Linked DNA regions of Oryctolagus cuniculus: region 2 is linked to region 1. A link is a contact called in public Hi-C data. All regions are on one chromosome and are shown on one strand. The core of a region is the stretch at or near the end of the contact, and the rest is flanking DNA. Distances in the headings are between cores, read along the strand shown.

Region 1 (3,534 bases), core at 477-2,976:
CAGCTTCTCCAGTTAACCCTTTCCTGCCTCACTACTGTTGTTATGGGGAGCAAATCAGAAAATTTATGGAAATAGATGAATCTGGCACAGGACAAACAGCTGCTATCCGCCTCCTCACTCCCCTCCTGCTTATTTTAGTTGGTCACCATCTATGACGTCACAAGGCTCTAAATGTTGGAGACGGGCCAGCACTGTGGCACCGACACTGGCATCTCATTATGGAGCACCAGTTCGAGTCCTGGCTGCTCCACTTCTGATCCAGCTCCCTGCTAAGGCACAAGCTGGCCCAAGTCTTTGGGCCCTGACACCCTCATAGGAGACCTGGGTGGATTCCTGGTTCTGGGCTTTGGCATGGCCCAGGCCTGGCTGTTGTGGTCCCTTGGGGAGTAAATCAGTGGATGGAAGACAGCGCTCGCTCGCTCGCTCTCCTTGTATGCCGCTTTACCGTTCAAATAAGTAAATAAATCTTTTTAAAAAATACATGTTGGAGGCAAGTACCCTAGTCTGGTCTTGCCCCCTCCTTTTGTTACCGGAGAAATTGCAGGGTTCTTGTCTTCGCGCAAGAAAGAATTCAGGCGTGAGACAGAGTAGTGGGAGGTAAAATAGCAAGGTTTATTAGGGAAGGGACATCCGTAAGGATGGATGGGCACCCCTCTAGACAGAGCCTGAGAGACTGGGGGGGGGGGGGAGCGAGGGAGGGGGAAGGAGCGAGGTTACATGATTGAGTAGAGATATTACACCTGACCAGGCCAGGCGGACGGCTCAGCAGAGAGGCAGAGGGCTGAGCGTGCAGTCCAGTTGAGGCTGGGGGGTTTTAAGGAGATGGGTCTTTGTCTTCACACATCTCCTCCTGAAACAAAGGATTTTATGGCTGTAAATATTAAGAAGCTCCTAGCTGAGTTTTCCCTTGAAGGTATCAGACAGGAGGAAGCCTAGCTGGCGCCATCCTGGGTTCAGAGGAAGGGTGAGCATGACCCCCTGGAGAATGGGGATCCGGAGCAGGGTGTTGAAATGCAGGTACTGGGCTGCACCTGGGAGACTGTGGGAGATTTGTCAGGCAGAAGGGGCAGGGACCCCCACCTGGCAGGTTATCAGGTAGAAGGGGGCAGGGCAGGATGTGAACACTGGGCCGCCCCTGAAGCATTATCGGGATAACTTTGAGATGCAGATGCATATGCTGGAGTAGAAGTCTCCGGAGGCCTTTGTCACACACACACAAGCTCATACCTAACTTCCTGCCTAACACTTTTACCTACCAGTGCAAACAATAGGCAACAATCAATATCCAATAAATATTGCCCTCTGCGTCTTCCAAAGGCAAAAAAGTAACTTTCGGGGAGCACGCACCGCGCGGCAGTTAGCATGCCAGCGTCCCCCTGGCAGAGCCTGGGTCCCTTCAGATCCCAGCCACCTGATGACGCGCACCTTGGGAGACAGCAGCCGATGGCTTCGGCGCCTGAGCCCCTGCCGCCCCCCTGGGAGACCCGGATTGATGGAAGAGCTCTCTTTTTCTGTCTCGCTCTCTCCCGCTTTCTCTCCTTTCAAGTGAATTTTTAAATAATTTTAAGTAGGTTTCAGACGGGGTCCTCCACCCAGCGGCCGAGAAGGAAACTACAGCAAAGGGGACGGCCGAGCCCGGAGCGCGCAAATGCCGCCTCCCTGCCCTTCATGGTGCCGGAAGCAGAACGCCTTTGCCTTTGTCTACTTCTGGAGCTAATAAAGTTTGATTCAAAAAAATGAGCCGTGAAGCCCTGCTTTCGCCTCAGGAGTTTCTTCCGCCCGCAACAGACCCTAAGCACCTCAAAGGCTGAGGGGGCGGGACCGGAAGTGAGGTCACCCTTCCCCGGGGTGAAAGGGTAGCGGAAGTACCCGCCCTTCCTTTCCGCTGTAGGCCCGAGTGGTTGCCGTCGGTGAGTCTGGGCTTGGGCAGGGTCTTCCAATCCGCCGCCATCTGGGGTCTGGGGGTTACGTTGCGGGGCGGCGCCGGGTGCGTTTCGTCCGCAGGTCCCTGGCGTCTTCGTACCGGGTCCTGACTCGGGTCAGGGCAGCAGAGTGCGAAGTTCTCGGCCCCCGACCCGGGCTCGCGGGCAGGAGTCGGCACGGGGGTCCGGTGTCCCTGATTGCTGAGCGGCCCTTTCTCCTTGTTTCCCGCAGAAATGGGCAAGTTCATGAAACCCGGGAAAGTGGTGCTGGTCCTGGCCGGACGCTACTCGGGACGCAAAGCCGTCATCGTGAAGGTAGAGCGGCCGCGCGGGGCCCGGGGACCAGGCCGGCTGCGCAGGGCGGGCGGCCGTGGGATGTAAGGCCTGCAGCCATGAGCGGGGGCGGGGGCGCGATGCACAAGGGCCTTTGAGCGAGGAAGATGCAAAATAAAGACAGCCGTGAGCTGGGATGGGGCGCTCAGTGCCTCCCAGGCGCGGCCCCTGCTTTCCGGGTATTCGCTGCAGTCCCCGGCGTGACTCCGCGGGGCACCTGACCCCTGCCCGGGTGGAGATGAGTTCTGCGATTGCCCTGAGGTCCACCGGCGGGTGTGACGACAGCGAGGGTCACAGCGCATCCTAGCCCTTCCTGGGCTGCGTCCCACTTGCTGGACTCCCGCGGGGCCCCGGCCACCCCATGGCTCCCCTTTGCTGTCGTGGGGGAGAGAGCGTGGCACGCAGCAAACGCGCCGTGAATGTTAGCTGCTGCGGCTGCTGTTAAACCCCTGGCCGGCTAGAAGCCTTCCTAGATCCGGTCCTGCTCTGGGCTCCCCCGGTGGCACTGGGGGGGCGTTTCTCTCCTGGGGCTGAGTGTCTTCTTGCTCAGCATAGGCCTCGGTAGGCCCTCGTTTGTAACAAATGTGATTGCTCTTCTAGAACATTGACGATGGCACCTCGGACCGCCCCTACAGCCACGCTCTGGTGGCCGGAATTGACCGCTACCCCCGGAAAGTGACAGCCGCCATGGGCAAGAAGAAAATCGCCAAGCGGTCTAAGATCAAGTCTTTTGTGAAAGTTTATAACTACAATCACCTCATGCCCACCAGGTGAGCGCTTGAGACCTGGGGAAAAAAGGTTTTGTTTCCCCTCCCTGCCCCACCGGACGGGACCCGGGCTTGCAGCCATTCCGGTGCAGGGAGGGCCGGCGCTCAGTCTGCTGCTCTTTGGTTTCTAAAGCGGCTGTGGTCTCCAGTCCTGCCTCGCGTCCCTCTTGGACCCTTGGTCCTGTCCTTTGTTCCCTGCCCTTGCTGAGCAGTGCTGAAATCTCTCAGTCTCTGTCTCACCTGAGAATGTTCCATGTGTCGGGTACGGGCATCTGCAGGCGTTTTGGGGGTGGGTGCTGAGAGTGGGTGTTGCAGCACAGCGGATGGGGTGTGCCACCTGGGACACTGCCGTCCCTACTGGAGTTCTTGGTCCTGCTTTTGTCCTGAACCAGCAGGAGGAAGCTCGCTCTCTGTAGCTCTGCTTTCCAAGTAAATGACCACTGAAGAAAAGAACTCCGGGGGGCTCCATTTTCTTGCAGGGCACATTTTTAAAGGTTGCTTTACGTGTTGGA
Region 2 (3,534 bases), core at 265-2,764, 130 kb before region 1:
GCTGGTCCTTGGACTCTGGGTGCCCTCTCCCAGGCCAGTGTTAGACTGGGGCGAGGGTGTCTGCAGCCGGGGTGGCCGGATGCTGCTGCTCCTGTCGGCCTTTCTTGTTGGGAAATATTTTCTTATTTATAGTATTGTGCTTCCAGGGAAAGCAGCTGTTGGAGTACGTGTGTGTGCTTGTGCGCACACACGGAAACACTTGTGTGTATGTCAGAGTGTGCTGGGCAGGTCAGAACCGTAGAAGAGTTGCCGCCTCTCTCTCGAGTCTTCTGTAGATACCACTCACTGTTACAGCTTCTGTGTTACCCTCGGCCGCCCCCAGCTTCCCTGTGCTCCCCTGCTGGACAGCCTGTTACCGCCGTCAGCCTGCCGCTGACTCTGTGGCAGTTTCATTTCTTCTCCCCGTCTCTGTCTTCTGAGTCCCAGTCATGTTTCCACCTGGGATGCATCATTTTTACTCCCAGTGTTCTATGGGAGCGGAGTCAGGATGCTGTCTCCCCATGAGTAGTTCTCAGTAACAAACCGATTGCATTTTAGGTGGGCGGTGGCCCTGCTCACCCAGCTCCCTTCCAGCTGAAGCCCCCCCCCCCCCGAGTTTCTCAGCTTCCCCTTTTGTTTGTTGGATTGTTCCGCTGCCCTTCCTCCCCGACCACCCTTGGATCGTAATGTAAAATTCTTTTACCATGTCAAGAAATTATTAAAATTACAGGTACTTTGACCTCTTTCTAAAGCCGCAGACCTGGGTGCCATGCTCTTGGGGCTAGGGACGTACCATCCTCCTGTGGGTGCCCACAAACGCCCGCTCCACAGACCTCGGCACCCTGTCGCATGTCCTCAGTGCCGCTTGAGCTGCCTCTTTGGAATGGTGGGAAGATGGAGGCTTCTGGTCACCAAGAGGCAAGGGTGGGTCCTTCATTGTGTTCAGTCTGAGTTATGTGACCCAAGCCCTCCCTGCGCAAGGTCCCAGTCCCTTCCTTCCCTGGTAGTACCTTCTAACTGCCACTAGAGGCTGCTGTAGATTCACATCTGGGGAACGACCTGGTTCAAGGCGCAGCCTCCCCGGTGGTTTTCTTTACCTGATGGTCACTCTCCTCTCTGAATAATGTCTTAAATTTTTTGAGGAGACTGCAAGACTTGGTTTTCAAAATGACATGGAAAACTGCCTAGGACCCCCTCTCCCTCTGAAATAAAGTTTCCTTAATTTCCATCTTGTAAGTAGCTTTCTGGTTTCCAGTGACCCCTTGTTGTCTGCACACGAACAGTGCAGGAGCAGTGCCAACAGCGAGCAGCACTTGAGAGCCTGCCCCGTGCCAGGCAGCTGCGCACCTCACGCGTGTGATCGCGTGGAACCTGCAGCAGTCTGTAGGTAGTTCTGCGTAGACGGGAACAAGTGTCTCCCCTGAGGGCACACGTCTGCCTGCCCAGCCCAGGCCCTCAGCCACTCCTCCTCTCTCACTGACTTGGGTAGAAAGGGCCAGAGACTGCAAATCGAGGGCGCTAGCAGGCAGGTGGGGAGATGGATGGTTTGGTGCCTGTGTGTGGTGTGGGCTTGATCAGGCATCTGCAGTTTGCTGTCTTCCTCGCTCATTCTGGTGGAACGTGGAGTTTAGTGTTGATCCCGAGCTCCTCCTGCCTGGTCTGGATGATGGCAGTCACGGGTGGTTGCTGACTGCTCCCAGTAGGAGCTCAGGGACAAGGAGGAGGCTATACATGTGCAAGTAGTACCTTGAGCCAAACCGCAGGGCCGAAAATTGGAACAGAATTACATAAATCAAGGTCAGAAATTTCCCGTCCAGCCCACAGGGTGGAGTCTTCTCCATTCCTATCCATCCTAGCGAATATAAACCCTGAGTCGATGTCAGTGTGTGGAAGGCGCTGCTGGTGGGACTCGATGATTGCAGCTTGGAGCCTCCACCATGAATGTCAAGGTGGTCCTGGTGTTCCTGGCTCTGTCCCTTGTTACCATCTTTGCCCTCGCCTATGTCCTGCTGACCAGCCAAGGTGGTTCCAGCCAGCCTCCTCGCTGCCCCTCGGTGTCCCCCAGCGCCCAGAGCTGGACACACCCCGGCCAGAACCAGCTGTTTGCAGACCTGAGCCCAGAGGAGCTGGCAGCTGTCATGAGCTTCCTGACCCAGCAGCTGGGGCCAGGGCTGGTGGACGCGGCCCAGGCCCAGCCCTCAGACAACTGCGTCTTCTCGGTGGAGCTGCAGCTGCCCCCCAAGGCTGCGGCCCTGGCCCACCTGGACAGAGGAGGCCCCGCACCCGCCCGGGAGGCGCTGGCCATCGTCTTCTTTGGCGCACAGCCCCAGCCCAACGTGAGTGAGCTGCTGGTGGGGCCGCTGCCTCACCCTAGCTACATGCGGGACGTGACGGTGGAGCGGCACGGGGGCCCCCTGCCCTACCACCGGCGCCCCATGCTAAGAACTGAGTTTGCCCAGATGTGGAGGCATTTGAAAGAGGAGGAGTTTCCCAAGGCACCCATCTTCCTGGCTTCTGTCTTGAACTACAATGGCTCCACTCTAGCGGCTCTGCATGCCACCCCCAGTGGTTTGCGCTCAGAAGGGGACCGAGCGACGTGGATAGCCCTCTACCATAACATCTCAGGTCTTGGTATTTTCCTTCATCCTGTGGGGCTGGAGCTTCTGCTGGACCACAGAGCCCTGGACCCTGTCCACTGGTCTGTCCAGCAGGTCTTCTACCTTGGGCACTACTATGCAGACTTGGGCCAGTTGGAATGGGAGTTTAAAGCTGGCCGGCTGGAAGTGATTAGAGTCCCTCTACCCCCACCAGGTGGGGCTTCATCGCTGAGACCCCGGGTGCCCCCAGGACCTCTCCCCATACTTCGTTTCTCACCCCAGGGTGCCCAGTACAGCGTACAAGGGAGCCTGGTGGTATCTCCCCTCTGGGCGTTTACCTTCGGTCACGGGGTGTTCAGTGGCCTGAGGATTTTTGACGTTCGGTTCAGGGGTGAGCGCATAGCGTATGAAGTGAGTGTGCAGGAGTGTCTGACTCTGTATGGTGCTGACTCGCCCAAGACAATGACGACGCGCTACTTGGATAGCAGCTATGGACTAGGCCACAACAGCCGAGGCTTGGTGCGAGGAGTTGACTGCCCCTATCAGGCCACGATGGTGGACATCCACATACTAATGGGCAAAGGGACAGCCCAGCTGCTCCCAGGAGCTGTGTGTATATTTGAGGAGGCCCAGGGACTACCACTTCGAAGGCACCACAATTATATTGGGAGTCATTTCTATGGTGGTTTGGCCAGCTCGGCTCTTGTGGTGAGGTCTGTGTCAACTGTAGGCAACTATGATTACATTTGGGACTTTGTATTGTACCCAAATGGGGCACTCGAGGGGCGGGTCCATGCCACGGGCTACATCAACACAGCCTTCCTCAGCGGGGGAGCCGAGAGCCTCCTCTTTGGGAACCGTGTGGGGGAGCGCGTGTTGGGGGCAGTGCACACCCACGCCTTCCACTTCAAGCTGGACCTGGATGTCGCAGGTGAGTGCTCAGGGGATGGGGACGGGG

The links. Hi-C and Micro-C count contacts between places; a contact is called where the count stands out from the background.
Region 2: a Hi-C map of an unstated tissue shows a contact between it and region 1, with 7 times the contacts expected there. The contact joins the promoter of AOC2 here to the promoter of RPL27 in region 1. A contact is called at or near these places in 4 of 6 Hi-C or Micro-C datasets (ear pinna, psoas muscle, skin fibroblasts and 1 more).

What each region holds. Positions count from the first base shown.
Region 1 is chr17:19,945,255-19,948,788 of mOryCun1.1, reverse strand. It overlaps RPL27 (ribosomal protein L27), which reads left to right and starts at 1,726. Exons shown (of 5, transcript XM_002719418.5): 1 at 1,726-1,910; 2 at 2,155-2,237; 3 at 2,856-3,025. The coding sequence starts at 2,157. LOC138846075 (a long non-coding RNA gene) reads right to left here and starts at 1,813. Exons shown (of 2, transcript XR_011383458.1): 1 at 1,426-1,813; 2 at 592-850.
Region 2 is chr17:20,076,162-20,079,695 of mOryCun1.1, reverse strand. AOC2 (amine oxidase copper containing 2) reads left to right here and starts at 1,514. Exons shown (of 4, transcript XR_011383459.1): 1 at 1,514-3,507. PSME3 (proteasome activator subunit 3) reads left to right here. Exons shown (of 11, transcript XM_002719410.5): 11 at 1-1,207.